4 separate regions of the Gossypium arboreum genome follow, and regions 2, 3 and 4 are each linked to region 1. The links are chromatin contacts, called in public Hi-C maps. All regions are on one chromosome and are shown on one strand. The core of a region is the stretch at or near the end of the contact, and the rest is flanking DNA. Distances in the headings are between cores, read along the strand shown. Region 1 holds the start of LOC108457744 (squamosa promoter-binding-like protein 2). Region 2 holds the start of LOC108467160 (mannosyl-oligosaccharide glucosidase GCS1). Region 3 holds the start of LOC108467312 (F-box only protein 6). Region 4 holds the start of LOC108466591.

Region 1 (4,165 bases), core at 889-3,388:
AAGAATTAATAGATGCCGATTTTGAACTTTTAGACAAAGAAGCAAGGCCCAAATCTGAGGCAGAACCACCACTACCTCCAGCAGCAACAGAAGAATAGAAAGACCCAGAGTTCATTCCTCCCTCTCCATCAATATCCCACTGTTCAGGTCTGAGCTTCCTTGGAATTTCAGTTGGTGTTGCATTTAACATCATCAAGTTTTCCCAGTCCCATTGCAAAGGCGTTTTGGCATTCCAATCCATCGGAGAGATAAAACTCATAGAACACTAAGCACAGTCTTCATATAAAACAGAAGCAACCTGTCACCAGATCCTGAAAGTATAACCTTTGACGTTTGTTCAATTCATAAAGAAAATAAACAGGGCAAAGAAGATTCAATTATGCTAAATTCAACTATACATGAAGGAAACCATTCGTGGACTCCATATGAATACAGAGCATGCAAAACCAAAATTATGCGAAATCATTCTGTTATGTAAAGAACAAATTTTACCTATACATCCAACAGCATCAGAGTCCAATCATCTCTGTTTTTCAGATCTAGAGGAGTGCAACTTAGAAAAATGTCAATCCACTTTAACATAACAATAGTTCGTTCACCCCTTCCCCAATTTTTTTCGCTAAAAGCATTTGCTGATGACACTTTAAATATGCTTCACTGAAAAATGCAACAAATATCAGAGAGGTTGAACTAAACTAGCAACCAATTTTCAAGCCAAGCAAGTTTTTACGCAGATATCAATTTCCATCTTTCTAAAACAGATAACTTAACCAAGGATGCAAAAAAATCATGGATTAGGTCTAAAAATTCGGAGCAAGAAAAGTAGTACAGCTTTTCTCCTTTCATTCTGCAGACAATGACATGTTAATAGCATAATTCCAAAGGATCTCACTGTTCACTCTTGTAATAAGTAAGCCTACACCATCCGGATAAAAAGTTTCACTTCAGTCCCAAATAAATAAGTGTGTGTATCAAAGCGCTCCCTAAACTTGCAACACTTGGACCAAAATCCTAGAGGAGTTTACCCTTATCTATCAACCCATCGGAAACTAACTACCAGGTTTTTGCACCATTAACAATAGGCTCTCTCTCACCAATTATTATAGGAAGCAGTAACAGTTTTCAAGGGGTAAAAGAAAAAAAAAAATCTGACGATTAAACTTCGCTGATGTTACCGTACTCTAAAAAATTTCACATCTTCAATAATTCACTTCAATAATTCAATTATCCGGGCAATCCCACAAAGTAGGTCCCTGACTGAGACCCACAAGAGACCGATGAATACTTGAAAAAAAAATTGAATTAAACCCTAATCTACCATAAATCAAAAGTTATAGCCTTAAGAAGGGAAAAAGAAAGGTACCCAGCAACCTCTTCGTAGTTCTTACTCCTACGGAAAATATAAGAAGCAATCAACAAAAAAGTCAAATACAAGAAATGCATCAAAAGAGAATCATTTCAAGAAATGAAATTATACTCATAAGTCGTAAATTTATTTTGCATACAGAAGTTAGTAGTTCCGCACTGAAACAGAAACAGAAATAAGAAAACTAATTTCTTTTATAGAAATCATGACAGAAAATAAATTTTAGAAAGTATCTGCTCCCTTACCAGCTATCAGCCATCACATCTTTATTCATTTTATAGTAAATAAATTTCAGCCAGAAATATAAAGTGAAAAACAAAAAGGAAAACTGTATATATAAAGAAAACGTAGTCGTTTTCCTTCACTTTCCCCAGAAAACTAGATACCAAAAGGAAAGTAACAATAACGAATTTATTGTTTTTTGAAAATGCATACATAATTTTCTTTTCATATTACCTTTTCTAAAGTTCAAATAATTGATATAATAATAGAAGGTATGAAGAAACTAATGTATCAATCTGAGGTGCAAAAACAAGATGTTTCTCCATTTTTAGAAATTCTAGTTCCTCATTATCACTCTCTTTATTAATCTTTTAAAAAAGAAAGAGAAGAAACTTACTGGTGAGTTACTTACGATCGCCCTCAGCTGAGTCTGACTCGGAGACTGAAAATAGAGGAAAATACAATGGCAGAAACAACTAAAGCGGAAAACAATACCTTCGCTTTTTGGGACGAAAGCATTTTCTTTCCTTACCGTTTTATTTTCTAATTTTATACATTTGAAAATCTGTAGTAATTAAAAATAAGGACACGTGGCGGTAAGAAGTACTTAATAGTGTTGGTAGCGAGCCAGAAAGGAATTTTCAACCGATTCACTTGACTCGGCTATGACGAGTCAACTCGACGATGACAGCTTCAATTCACTTCTTATCCACTTGGATCGACAGCGTGATTGGAAACTACGGCAAGATAAAGATTGATTGTGAAATTAATTAATTAAGTATTAAAATGTGTATTAAATTAAAGATGACGCTGCAATCAATTTTTTTTAACTCAATTTAAATTATTTAAAAAATAATTCCCTTCTGCAATCACTATCACCAGCTTAATTCTCATACTTAGAAGGCTTTCAAAGCTTGGTTAACTTCTCATAGGATTAAAATGACTATTTTAGTTCATTAATCTCATGACATATTGATTTTCCGTCTCCTCCTTAATCATTTCAACTCAGCAGCATGAAAACTTTTCCGAATTCTACGAATCAGCACAGGCAGGGCGATAGGTTCTCCTTGTTGGAAGGAAAATGTTAGCGGAGAGGTTAAAAACAATAGGAACGATGTTCTACAATGTAGTCACTACATAACCCTGGTTAGTCTTGAAGGAAAACCTCTACCCTGTGTGATATACTGCCATGGGAACAGCGGCCGCAGGGCTGATGCTATAATCTTTGCAGCCTTCAAATATTAGCAGTTTTCACTCTTGATCTCGGTTATCCATAAGAGAACATGTCACCCTCACCTTGGCTTGGAACGAAGTAAGCCGTTACTTATGCATTAACATTTTTGTTGATATTGATGGTGGTTTAACATCGTACTACACACAATCAATCTGTCATATAAATTGTTCTTCCAAGTGTTGAATTGTCAAACAAAGAAAATATTTAACATCTTTGTGTGTCAAGCTTGTGGATGATTCCATGTTCCGGCCATTACCTCATAAATAGTAGAAGAGTTGGGTTTAGTATTATCTGATTGTGATTCACAATGGTTAGCGAGAAGAAAACCAAAAAGCGGCGGATTAGAAGATCCATTGGTGACTTTAAAGTTCATATGCATTTGGAAGTGTACTTTCATTTTGCATGGTTGTGGCTTCTGTTACATATGACTTGCTTCTACCAGTTATGGCTATTTACTTGCTTTGTGCTTTTGCTTCTGATTTAGATGGGCTATGAGGTCACCACAAAACCAAGTGATGAGAAATTTAGCATAACTAATTGCATTAAAGCATTGTATAAGATACAAGACATTGAAGAGTGGCTCTATTTTGAATCTCTTCGAAGACCCCACCCTAAGGAAAACCTTTTATCTCTTTAGAAGGTGGGCAAGATAAGGCTGACATGCTCGCAAGACAAGTGTGAGAAACATACGATGACTGTGTCTGAGGTAAGGGTGGTTGCATCACAAGTGCTAGGATTTTGACTGCAATTGTTTAATCTTAGGGAGCTTGTTTGTTCAAACATTGGATGTTCTAGTTGTAGGGTTACCGATGTTCACAGGCACGTGTCTACATGTAATTTTGAAGATAGTGGAATTGTGCTTTTGCATTGGGCTACATTCATTTGGTTAATGGTGACCACATTCATCTTCCTCGACTGTTTTAAATCTGTGGCTTCCCCCAAGGGAGTCAGGTCATCAGCTGAAGGGTGGCTTCTCTACATTTAAGCAATAGATTTAGTGTTGAAGATACAAATCTCAAGTGAAGGTCTATTTGATTAAAAAAAATTGTCAGCTGAAGGTACAAATCTCAAATGAAAGTCATTTTGATTAAAAAAAAAACATGAGGTAAAAAAATGTCTTGCTAAAAGGTTAACAACTATAAATTTAGTGTTATTCCCTCGTAATAATACGAGAAAAAGAGTAAAATAGTGAATTACCAATTTAAATTTTTTTAAGGTAAATTGAGTTTTTCAGTAATATTTGGAAAAATTTTCGAGATGAGATTCGTGTAATATTCATATATATATATATAATATGTAGGAAAAATTGTTTTTATGGGAATTTTGAGGCATATTCTCAATAG
Region 2 (4,165 bases), core at 971-3,470, 510 kb before region 1:
AATATTAGTGGCAAATTTCAGTCTCTTTCCTAAATGCTAACCAGCAATAAATAGATAAATGAACATTATTTGAGTTACTTTGGTAGTGTGAATGGCAAGTAGGCCAAGAGAGCTTTCTACTATATGAACTAATTTTCCTCATCAGTATCAAATTTTCATTCAAATATAAGTATTGTAATTTCTAATTCTCATTCAATTTCCCTTTACCTTCGATTTTAGATGTAGCTGCCACTCTCCAATGCCTGTTCGTAACCCTGATGCCAGGAGAGAATTCTCGTGAATGTCTAAGGTATCTCCACCTAAACTTAGAGCATTTCCATCTTCCTCAGCCAAATAGAAAAAAAGGTGCACATTTTTCTGCATCTCCTCATTCCACCTAGAGGTGTAAAATGGAACATGATAAACTTGATCCCATAGGGAAATTGAATAGTGAGCCAAGTACACACTCAGAATTGAACATTCTGCTCCACATGCAAGTAAATGCATTCTATAGATATTTTCAGACACACCTTGTTATTCTAGCTTGAAAATAAACATGCAATTATGAGTGTATGCAGGAATGTAGAGAGCAAGCAATATTTCTAATAGCTATAGTTCATCAGGCTTTCCATTCACACTACTGCATTATGAATTTAAAAATCATTCCCCAAGGGCCAGGCTAGCTATATAGGAAAATATAATACCTCAATACATTAATTGACTCAAAGAATTCTACACCTAAAATTGAAACATGCATGGCACTAAAAATGTTAAGCCACAGACAGTCATAAAATTGAAATATGCATTAATTGTACATTTACAAATGTATTCTTCAGTTATTCAATCTTTTTTCTCGGACGGTCATAAAATCAACTTCAATATTTTCCTCTGACCTATCTTCAAGAAAGCACCAGGTTAAACATATCCAATCAACAACACAAGTAAAATAACAGATCAAGCAACATACCCTTGATTTTGTACGTTAATTCGAACTGCCCAGTCTCCTCCATAGCCACTGTCATCCTCCTTATATTTCAAGAAACTTGTTGCTAAAGTCATATCCTGGTCAACCAGAACTTGATGTCCAAAATCCCGTCCATTATGACTTGTCCAACCATATGTGCTCAGATCATCGGAATCTTGGCAAATGTGACGAATAAAATACCTCCCATCCTTTACACCGAGCCACATTAATCCAGCAACTAGTGACAGAGGAGTCCTGCCAGATACAGTTTGCTAATTAACAACCTCCAATTACAATGACTTTTTAGCCAAAAAGGAATTACCATGCAATTATTCACATGAACTTTATCTCCTCTGTTCAAAATTATAAACCTAAAGGGAAAAACATATCAAGCTCTACGAATGTAAAAATATGATATTACCTTGCACGAATCCCAAAATAAACATGAGGACGATAAGTTCCCCAGTATAAGCTCTCCTTATGCTCGCCTTGAAACTGTCACAAATCGAGTGCTCCATTACCAAATACGTACATATACGTATAAAAAAATCTATACTCCAATATACTTACATTTATATTCGCGATTTAAAAACTTGTCTTAAAAAAATTTGAAGGAAAAAAGTGAGAAAGGGATAGAAATTCACATTTGGAGTACCTGAGGTAAGTCCATGATTCTGGGAGCTGGAAATGGAGTGACGACTCTAGGTCTACGAACTTCTTCAGCTGTGCTAATGAGATGATGGACTAAAAAGAATATAATTAAGGCGGCGATTATGCCGAAACCTAAAATGATTTTAAGATCAGCGTTGAGGATTCGAAGTGCGGTGCCGTGATCTTTGGTTTTAACTCTGCGGAGTTTGGAGATTGGTTTAGCTTTATTGAAAGCATCATCGTCTTCGTTGACATCGGTGGAGGGTTTGGTTCTGCTTCGAGCGCTCCGTCGACCACCTCCGGTCATTCTCAGATTAGGGTCGGAGAGTTTTTGAGATTAGGGAAATAGGCGTTTCTTGCACTGATAGATGGAGGAATGGAGCAACGCAGCCAAAAATGGCGGGCAGCTTAGGATTCGGCCCAGCCCATCACGGCTCCCGTCGCCTGTGACGACTAACGAGTAATGATTCCGTATCATAGATCACATGTTGGCACGTCACACGATCCAATTAAATACGATTTTATTTTTTGAGTAAATAATCCCGGTTTCCCCTCAACTTTGGTTGAAATTACGTTTTTGTCACTGAATTTTCAAAACTTTTAAAATTGCTACTAACATTTCGAGTTTGAACAAAACGATCATCCAACCGTTATCATCTATTAGTGGGTAACTGTTGTCTTCTGTGGCACGTTAGTTTTTCATATAGGTTCCACGTGAATTGCCACATAAATTTAGGGAAATAAAAAATAATATTTTCAATAAAAAGAAGTTAAATATTTATTTTGGAAAAAGAAAAGGAATAGTTTTCTATATAAACCCTAAGCTAATTTGTGTTATACTCAGCTATTTTTTTTTTTTTTACATTCACCAACCATGAAGAGAAGAAGATAAGAGGAAGAATAAATAAATCTTAAAATTATTTATGGATTTGATTTAAGTGTAATTGTATACATAAATTTTAATTTGGTGTAATTATACACGTGAAACTTTAATTGTAGTTCAAATGTATACTTAAAACTTTAATTTTGATTTAATCATACATATTTAAAGAAATAAATACATCAATATATTTTTATATTAGATAAATATAATCATTTATGTATGTAATAGATAAATATAAAATGATGTTATATCAATAGTTGTGTTAATAATTTACAAGAATTGGATCAAATTAAATTTTATGTATAAAATTACACAAAATCAAAATTCATGTATACTATTGCATATTAAATTATAATTCATACATAATTTTGGTATTTATCCCAATAAAAAAAGAAAGAATGGAGTAGCCTACTTTGAATCCAATGCACTATTATGGAAACCTAGCAAAATTAACAACTCCCCAATAAAATGACAACTCATGTAGGGATTTTTTTGTTGTATGAACTATGGTAATGGAAACTAAATTTGTTGTTGTTTTTTTTCTTAGTATGATCCACCATTGACAGTTCATTCAAGAATTGTTTTATTAAGGATGTTGAAAAAAGTGAAAACAATGGAGAAGGAATGAGATAATCATATGGTTAATAGTTGTGATTATTTGTATTATAATGTGGACTATGAAATGAAGAAAATAATTATTGTTGAATTATGATTAGGGTTAAATGTAGGGTTTTCTATTGTTCAAGTATGAAAATGGGGTTGAAATTTAGAGAGTTTTTTTTTTTTATTGAAGGGAAAATGTTAAAAGCTTTAGTTGAGTGTAACACCCATAAAATTGTTATGTTATAAAAGTAGCATAAAGTAAAAACCGTGCATAATGGATTCCTCGATAAAATGAAATAAGGAATATAATTGACAAAAGATAAGGTTGAAGGATGCCAAAGAAAGTTTAATTAATAAGTATGTAACACCTCACGCCCGACCCATTTGTCGGATCCGAGTATGGTGCGTCACAAATGGACCGGGTTCACCTATTCATAATTATGCTAACTTAATTGCTATAAAACAACTTAAGAATAAAAGTTTCTAATAATGAAATTAAAAACAATAATTCTTACAACTAAGGCCTTGAGCCATTAAGTGTTGGGTCCCTCAAAGTTGGTTTCAAATCCATCTATCTGGGTACAAAGAAACTCTTAACAATTAACTACTGTTTGCTATCTAAAATCCAAAATTGGAGGATGTTATCTGGCTATTACATAATTGATTCTAAGATGAAGCCTCTAATGGTACCCTCTTCCTATGTGCATGACTCTAATTACCTGCGATCATCGATCTCATCTCTATCTGGCTTGGCCTCTCCTCGAAATCCTCGATCATCCTTCCAAGTCCTATGAATATTAGATAAAATCTTGTAAGTTCAATTGAATTTAGTGAGTTCCTTCACTAGGTCGCACATAAATAAATCCTATTACACAAGGGTAAACAATGTAAGATAAATTTAAACTTAAATTAACTCCCAAGTAGCTCTAGGTGGATGTTTTTTATCAGAGTGGTAGGCTCCACCAGTTCCTTTGAGCTACTCAGCTCACTATAATACTTTCTTCTGGTCAAACTCTCCACTCGATTGTACACTAGATACCTCGCATTTCAGCTAAACCTATCCATACTTCTCGTTTTTCCTTCCT
Region 3 (4,165 bases), core at 917-3,416, 450 kb after region 1:
CTTGGAAAATAGCACAACGAGGTTTACACGGGTAGATACACGGGCGTATGTTTAGGTCATGTGTGACACATGGATCGCCCCATGGGCGTGTGATATGGCCGTGTGTCCCCTGCACCTAAAAATATTAAGTCAGAATACATGGTAGTAAACACACCGGTAGAGACACGGCCGTGTGTCTCAATCGTGTGACGGACACGGCCTAGCACACGGGCGTTTGTCTTGGCTGTGTGTCCCTAAATGCATGCTGACGTCATTAATAGAATACTCGATTTTTTGGACACGGGCGACCACACGGGTGTGTCTAGGCCGTGTGAAGGACACGGGCCAGGGACATGGGCGTGTGTTTGGCCGTGTGAAAACCCCTGTAGGTTCGAAATGAGAAATAAATTCAATTAATTCCACACGGGTAAAGGCCACGGGCGTGTCCCAAAGCACACGGGTGTGTCCATTATCTCTACACGGGCGTGTGAGGCTTAACCTAGCAAATTTTCCAGGAACTTTCTCAAGCTCTTGGTTTGATTCCGGACCATTTTCAATGTATGTTTTGGGCCCTGTAAACCCATAATAGGGACACTAAGATGTTGTTTGATTGGCTTCAAATTGGAAAGAAATTTTATAACTCGTATTTCCAAAAATGTCCAAGTACATGTCTGGTAACGCCTCGTACCTAGTCCCAATCTCGGGTACGGTAAGGGGTTTTACATCACTAATGGGAACATATATGGGTCGTCCACCCAGGGACGTAGAAATGGTAGCCTACGCCAGACCCATGATTGCACCAGGAGCAGACAACCACCGACACATGAAAAATAGAAAGTGTGATTGTACACTTGACGCATGAAAAATGGAAAGAGTGTGTCTTGGGCCTCTATCTTTCCACTAATGTGCTAATGAGTGTAGGATCGAGTTTGTAGCCCCTAAGTATACGAGACGCATGCAAGAATCATATGTCTTACAAGTAACTACAAATTTCGATGTTAGAGCTCTTTGACAAGGTATGTATGAACCCCTCCAAAACACGATCATTCGCCTATTTATATTGAAAAATAAATTAATTTAAAATATTTTAAAAAATAAAAAACTTTAAATTTAACTTCATTGAAAAAATGAAATTTAAAATTTTGTCTTACCAGTATCGCTTGAGCAGCTAAAATGTGCTTGTCGTCGAAACGAATCAGAGGGCTTGCCATTCGTGAAAAATTAATCGAAACGAATAATATATGAAAAAATTAAATAAAAATATAATATTTTTAAACAAGCGCATTGAAAATTTTAGAACAAAACTTGAGAAAATTGAGAGAATTGAGAGAGTTGAGAGTTTAGAGAGAATACAGAGAGTTGAATTTTAGTGAAAAAATGAAAAATGGCTTTGTATTTATAGGAAAAAAATTACCGTTAGCCCTTAAAATTTTTACTGTTACCAATATTTAAAAAGTTGTTGGGAAAATGATCGTTGAAGGAAAACACGTCCTCTAAAAAAAACCTATTTCCCTAATTTAAAAAAAGGTCTAAAAGGCTAATTAAAAAAAACATATCTTTCTAATTTAGTTGAAAATTTCTATTATTTGATTATTATTATTATTATTGATTCTGAAAAGTACTTAAAAAGCTAAATCACTAAAAATATTTATTTTAATTGATTTAATATTTTCAATTGATTATCAAAATAAGGCCTAGGTTTCAAATTTTAATTAAATGATTATATTATTTTTAAATGTAATTATATTAAGGTGAAAAGATTAAAATTGTATCAACTAGTATAAATTTGTACGCATCAATACAAATCGATATTTGATTAAATAAATTTAAATGTACCAAACAATTAAATTATACCTAAAATATAATCAAAATGAAACATAAATTACTTGATATTAATTTAAGATCGAAAAATAAGTATTCAATAAATCTAAATGCACTGAAATAATCAAATCATACTTAAAATATAATCAAAATAAAACTTAAATTGGAAAAAATAAGTATGGATGGGTATGGTGGATACTAAAATGATTATAGGCCCAAATCTAAAATCTTTTGGCTTTTTCTTTTCACTTCAATGCTAGTAAATTCTTATGAATATACCTTTATTATTCAAAAAGTTAAAATAAATTTATATTATTTAATTCAAATAAAAATATTTTATATACAAGAGAAGAGGAAAGGGCAAAAATGAAAAGAAAGGAGAAAAGTGGAAAAGAAGGTAGATGCATACATACATACATATTGGAGTGAAAATCAAGTGGGATCATTCATTACAATGACAAAGTTGCGTGCGGGTCAGAATTATTACAAGAAATTATCGTAATAATGGCCACTGACGTGTAAATAGATGACTGGCTAACTCTCAACAAAGGGAGAAAGAGAGCAGCATTTTTTGTTGGTGGTGTTGGAGTAGGGGAGGGGTTATTGGGGCATGGAAGGGCTGGCCATGCTTAGGCAGCTCATCGGTCAGCTTCAAGACCTCTTGCATCTCTACGGCTCTCCTCCTCCGCCGCTTCCTCCGTCCTCTCCTTTTCACCTTCTTCACCTCCACCAACTGCCTCATCCTTTCCACGACCACCACCGCAGGTTCGTTTCCTTTCCTTCTCTCTTTACATAGATCTCTTCAATTTTCTGTTTTTCTTCTCTCGCCTCACATTTTTTTTATGTGCTAATTTTGAATTCTTGTCAGATTTATTCATCTAGGATTCTGTATTTTTTTTTTTTTGGGGGGGGGGAGTGTAATGAGGTGGATTAATGGTAGATTACCTTTGTTATCCGATAATGTTAATTTCTCTTCCTTGCATTTCTCGTTGTTTAGATTTTTGTTTATTTTCTGTTATGCCACTGCCGTTTTGTTAATTTTTATTTTCAGGGGATTTCGCATGTTTACTGCATTTGAATTTTTGGCCATTTTTTACATTACTAAACTATTTTATACCTCTTTTCGACGAAAATAGTAAGTTCATTCAAAATTTTAGTTTTCAGCATGTATCTTTCATCGTATTCCAATCATGTAGTTTCTTTTTTTTTTTTACCCCTTTTTGCCTTTGTTTTCCTTTCCCTTTTTTTCAATTTTCAGTTTGCTTTGTCCCCTCCCCCAAAACCCTCCTCTCATCTTTATTAAGTGTTCATGCTGCTGTGTTTTTTTTTTTTTTAAGTTTTACATATTGTGATGGTCAATTTTGAACTTGTTGGCGATTGCCTTTTGATAATTGATGCTTGAATATCTTTCTTCTTAGTTGATTAGCATGATTATGATTGACTATGAAGATGGAATCTCATTTGTATCTGTTTACTATATGATTTCCTTAGAACATGAACTTAAACTTATAATTCTTGATTAATTTTTAGTCCACTGACTAATCAGCTCCTTTCAATTTTCCTTCACGTTCCTACACGCAAAAGGAAAATAGAAAGTTAATTTACTAGTTAATTCAACAACGTCCTGGGTGTTTCGAGTAACAAAGAGTTGTTGTACTACTCTTGGAAGTTCTCCTTAAAGATTGTATGAATGAATGTTGAGTGGCCTAGCTCTCTGGTTAATTTATAATGCTCTGCTTGCCTTTGCTCATTTGTCAATTCCCTTGTTGATAATTCATCATAGGTCTCTCTCTCTCTGTCAGTCTTCTTTTACAGGGTATTCTTTATGCAAAAGCATTCATGGCAATGTAACAGAGCGTATGGTTGAAAGTTTCTATTATTAGTGCATTTAATTGATATTGCTGTCAACATACTGTTGGTATAGCTGGATGAATAGAGGTCTTTGGCTGTGCAATGATTTGAGTTTACTCTGTTCAAACGATACCTTAAACATCCTGTTGCACATATTCTGGATCCATAAAACTGACTAAAAAGTACAGACTTACTGGTGAAAACAATCTCAATGAATTGTGAGAATCATGTATACCTAATTTTGTAGAGGGCTTTTTCGTGGTCCAGTTGTACGTCTCTATATTGTTTGACCACTCTTTATGCAATTATTACAAATTGGGTTGTGTAGTATGAATATTATGTTCATTATTCTGATGCAATTGAGTTGAAGGTCTTGACCTTGTATTCTGTCCCTTGATGTTTTGGTCCAAATTTATACCAAGATTAATTATTAGAAATTGCTCTAGACTAATCAGGTATTCTATTCCTGACATTCTAAGGACTAAGAGCGAGTAACTGGTATTTTTCAAGTATA
Region 4 (4,165 bases), core at 483-2,982, 350 kb before region 1:
GAGTTTCCATCATCATCACTATCCAAGCTCTCACGAAATAACTCGATTAGTTGCTTCTTTGTATCAGTTGGAGACTCCCCATGTGCATCCACCGCACCCTCCATCGAATGGTTGCTTTTCTGGTGGTTTGGACTGTTCCCCGAAGAAGAGGCGGAATCTGTATGAAAACAAGCATTACTCCAACTCAAAACCACTTACAAAAACCCTGCCGCCACTATGTTACTCGGACTGTGAGAGTCCAATGTGAGTGTCTGACACGAGCGTGTGTAGTTTTTTCATATATTTTGAGGATCATACTTCATATCCATATGCAATGTTTGATTCAACTATAGAGGGGAAACATAGTTAGGGGAGACTCTCACCACCATTGGCACTGAAGAAATCTTCAAAGTCAGATTCTAACGAAGGTTGTGAATCAAAAAAGCTCTCCTCTGTGTTACCTGGAGAGAAATTATAGGCACACTTAATTACACATGCTAAACATGACCCAATTTTACATAATGCATTTATGGAGCAAAATATCCACACCATCTTGAATCCTGCAAAGAAATTGCCATTGCATGCATGATTAATCATGCAGCACTGAATTAGGTTTTTGATTAATCATGCCATTACACTTTGCTTCATACATCAGCATATCTTGTAAAATGAGTAAACCTCAAATAGTTCATTATTCTAGGAACATGTGCCTGCAGGAGAATATTTGATATTCCAGTGATAACGTATACAATAAGAAAAAAAAGGGCCATTTGACTGAAAGATCACAGAACATACTATAGTTGCTGACAAAATTAGAGATGATTTACATAAGATAATCTTGTTTGAGTATTTACTTAAGAGCAAAGGGACAAGTAGGTGAGGACTTGGGATTCTCAACTTCATATCACTCCTCTATTTCTTGGTTAGCTGTTAGGACAGTAACTTTCAACTCTGAAAAAAGACACAAAAATAGGAAGATGCCATGAATAAACACTGTTTCCCTTGTTTGTAATGAGAAAAAACACCAAAATATCTAATTTGGCTAATGTGAGTGGTCCAAAGCCAAAGGGTTCTGAGCGAAATAGTAAAGGACTGTCCCGATCAATCAAGCAGATTGCAGTCAGTCCAATGACCCAAGAACAAATAGAGTTTCCAACTTTTATTTTATATATATCTGACAAATGAGATCAAACAAATGCAGTAATTTAAAACCTGAAGTGAGGGTAACCCATGATGATAAAGGAATGAAGAAAGGCAAGTTAGAAACATACCCATCTCTTGTAAACTAGTTTCTTGTTCCATAGATGAAGGCTGAAGCCTGGAATCGTATCCAACAATTGAGGGCTCCCTTCTAACATTGTTCTCCTTAATGGGTGATTGAATTCGGGCACTAAGATCAATGTCTGCAGGATCTTTATTCTTGTAAACTGTAACACAATTCCCCATGTCTTTTTTTTTTCTCTTCCTCTACTCAATCATGAGACAAAAGAGAGCACTTTAACTAAGCTGTTTCCTTCGATGCAAGGAAACAAGGAAATGGGTTTTAATATTAAGCTTTAAGCTTGAATTCATTCACTCAACCAAATTGTAAGGGGGGACTTGGGAGTTGATTGGTCTTGAGAGCAAAGTAATGGCACTTGCAGGCATGGGTCCATATTCAATGACCCCTTTATTTACTACTTTGCATACTGTTTATCTTTGTTTGATTGGTATCTTCTCTTTCTTGCTATACTTCTGGAAAAGCATTAAAAGTCTGCTCGGCTCCATTATATTCCTCTTTTCCATTTATTAAAATTTTCCTTTTCCCCATTCAAAATTTTCTCACCGTTCTCTTATTATTATTATTATTATTATTATTATTTTATTTTAACTTTGTATTCAACATTCAGTATATATACTGTATGTCAAAATAGAAGCGTAGAACACAAAAGCTAAAAAATTCGACACTTGCTTGCTTCATTTAAGTTTTAAACTCCACACTCGAAAGTTTTAGTGTTTTGAATTATTTAACATTGTTCTTTTTCTCTATCAAAGAAAAAAAAAATTCAAACCTAGTAGACTGGTTACAATTAATAATACAAATTCTAATACTATACAAACTTAGTGGTTTGTGGCATTAACAAAAAGAAAAGAGAAGAGAAGAGAAAAGCAAAAGCAAGTGTTAGCGTAATTAACTATTTGTGAGCTGACCTAATATTGGGCTACAATGATGAAGGCTGAGGTCCACCAGAAATTAATTGTTTGCGACTTTAGTTATGATGAAGAATCCGATGGTTTTCTTGCATGTCTTGTCTCTTTCGGGCGGTTGCATTTGTCCGTGCAAACATTAAATCCTTTCGTTTGACAAAATTCTACTGAAATGAAACATGCAACAAACTGCCAAATTCACAGACTAAGTATCCTACATGATATTCTTCACCATATTTTGTTTTTTTTCATGAGTTCCATTGGATAAAGATGTACTTATGGAACAGTTGTATTCATCCCGTTTATATTTCAGTTTATAAAAGAAATAATGGTAAATGAATTTCGATGATACAATAAAATCTAATGATTGTTAATATTTTGTATTGATGAAAATAATTCATCGAACATTGAGTGGGGGAATAACAAAAGTATCAAGTTCTATAAGGAATTTTTGCAGTAATTCTTTACAGAATAAACTTTGAAAATTAAAAGATGGAAGGGAATAAAAACTTTTTGTTTATGAGTTTGTGTTGTGTCTTGATTAGGGGCAAATTCAGGGGGCTGGTAGGGGCCCCGATCCCCCCTAAAATAGAAAATTTTCTATTTAGGGCCTTTAAAATTTTTAAAATTTTAAATTAGTAAAGGTAAAATTACACTTTGCCCCCCTAAAAATGATAAAATTTTAATTTAATCATTTAAAAATTATAAAAATATAAATTATTCAAATGGTGAAATTGTATTTTTACTATCATAAAAATTACAATTTAATTTCGCCCCCTAAAAAAATTTTCTAGCTTCGCCCCTGTTCTTAATGTATCTTTGCATTTTTAGTATGTAATGTAAATCAAAATTCCTTTCATTTAGAAGTTGAAACAAAATAACCAATGAGTATGGAAGTCCCATCGATTGTTTCGATATATGTATTTCTTACGGGAAATGAATGAAGAGAGGCTTCTTGGGTTGTTTGATTGCCTCTTGAACAACTTCTCCCTAGATAGAGAACTTGTTTTATGGCAAAGAGGTAACAATGAATGTGGACTACAACAAGTACATCTTCATAGAGTTGAAGTTTGAGAGGACAATTGATTTTCCTATTGAGTGGACACGCCATTCTACTAGGAAATGCTATTACCACCCGCATTTACAAGATGTCCTTGGGGGTTCATGCGAGCATAAAATGATAAACTGGAAGGGGATATTGGTGATCCCTCTTGAGATCACTTTCAAAAGTGTCTTCAAGATGGTTTTCAAAACAATAGGAATATGCCCTTATCGTCCTATGCTTCTCCTTTTTACATCAAGTATGGGATAGCCAAGTGTCTTCAGGGGGTGACCTCAGAGACTATCTACTATATTATTAAGTTTTTCCACCTACTGTATTAGCTTACTCGACGAAGTCTCTGCATCTGGTTACTATTTGGCGTATAGTTGGAAAAATAAGGATATATATGAGCAAGTAAAATGTTTGTCTTGGCTAAGTATATAATTATGTGTAATGCACCATTTGGAGAACTCTTAGTTTGGCGAGCTCTGTGATTTGGCGAACTCTTCTGTTAAGTATTCACCCAACCCAAATGTTTAGTATTTAAGTATGGTAATTTGGTTAGCTAAGTTGAGATTTAGTTAGAAAGGAACTAGACTACTGTTGATAATAATACTTAAATTATGTTAAGTGCACTTAATCACGGGAACCAAGAAACCTGAATTATCTAATTTTATGATAATATTTAAATTATTGTTAGTGGAATTATCTAATTTTCCATTAATCTTTGTCTCCAAGCTTAAGTATATAAGGATAGCAGTGGTCTTTCTAAATACTCTTATGTTTTCTTCTTGTTCCTTGATTTCCTCTAAAAAATATTTAAAAACCTAAGTTTAGAAAACCAGTTTGAAGTAAGGTTCACAGTATTCAGCTAACTTCTACGTTAGTACCAGCTCACTGGTAATTACTGATGCCCTAGGTTACCCTCTAAGTTATTTACATGTTTCTCGTTCTGCA

Evidence for each region. Hi-C and Micro-C count contacts between places; a contact is called where the count stands out from the background.
Region 2: a Hi-C map of leaf shows a contact between it and region 1, with 4 times the contacts expected there. The contact joins the promoter of LOC108467160 here to the promoter of LOC108457744 in region 1. A contact is called at or near these places in 2 of 5 Hi-C or Micro-C datasets (both in leaf).
Region 3: a contact with region 1 is called in a Hi-C map of leaf, with 4 times the contacts expected there. The contact joins the promoter of LOC108467312 here to the promoter of LOC108457744 in region 1. A contact is called at or near these places in 3 of 5 Hi-C or Micro-C datasets (all in leaf).
Region 4: a Hi-C map of leaf shows a contact between it and region 1, with 2.9 times the contacts expected there. The contact joins the promoter of LOC108466591 here to the promoter of LOC108457744 in region 1. A contact is called at or near these places in 2 of 5 Hi-C or Micro-C datasets (both in leaf).

Annotation. Positions count from the first base shown.
Region 1 is chr2:66,664,261-66,668,425 of ASM2569848v2, forward strand. LOC108457744 (squamosa promoter-binding-like protein 2) reads right to left here and starts at 2,139. Exons shown (of 6, transcript XM_053024921.1): 1 at 1,986-2,139; 2 at 493-657; 3 at 1-298. The coding sequence starts at 259.
Region 2 is chr2:66,156,314-66,160,478 of ASM2569848v2, forward strand. LOC108467160 (mannosyl-oligosaccharide glucosidase GCS1) reads right to left here and starts at 2,221. Exons shown (of 21, transcript XM_017767704.2): 1 at 1,599-2,221; 2 at 1,365-1,438; 3 at 947-1,198; 4 at 208-376. The coding sequence starts at 1,901.
Region 3 is chr2:67,111,403-67,115,567 of ASM2569848v2, forward strand. It overlaps LOC108467312 (F-box only protein 6), which reads left to right and starts at 2,167. Exons shown (of 2, transcript XM_017767937.2): 1 at 2,167-2,565. The coding sequence starts at 2,411.
Region 4 is chr2:66,310,184-66,314,348 of ASM2569848v2, forward strand. LOC108466591 reads right to left here and starts at 1,733. Exons shown (of 3, transcript XM_017766974.2): 1 at 1,251-1,733; 2 at 363-440; 3 at 1-157. The coding sequence starts at 1,425.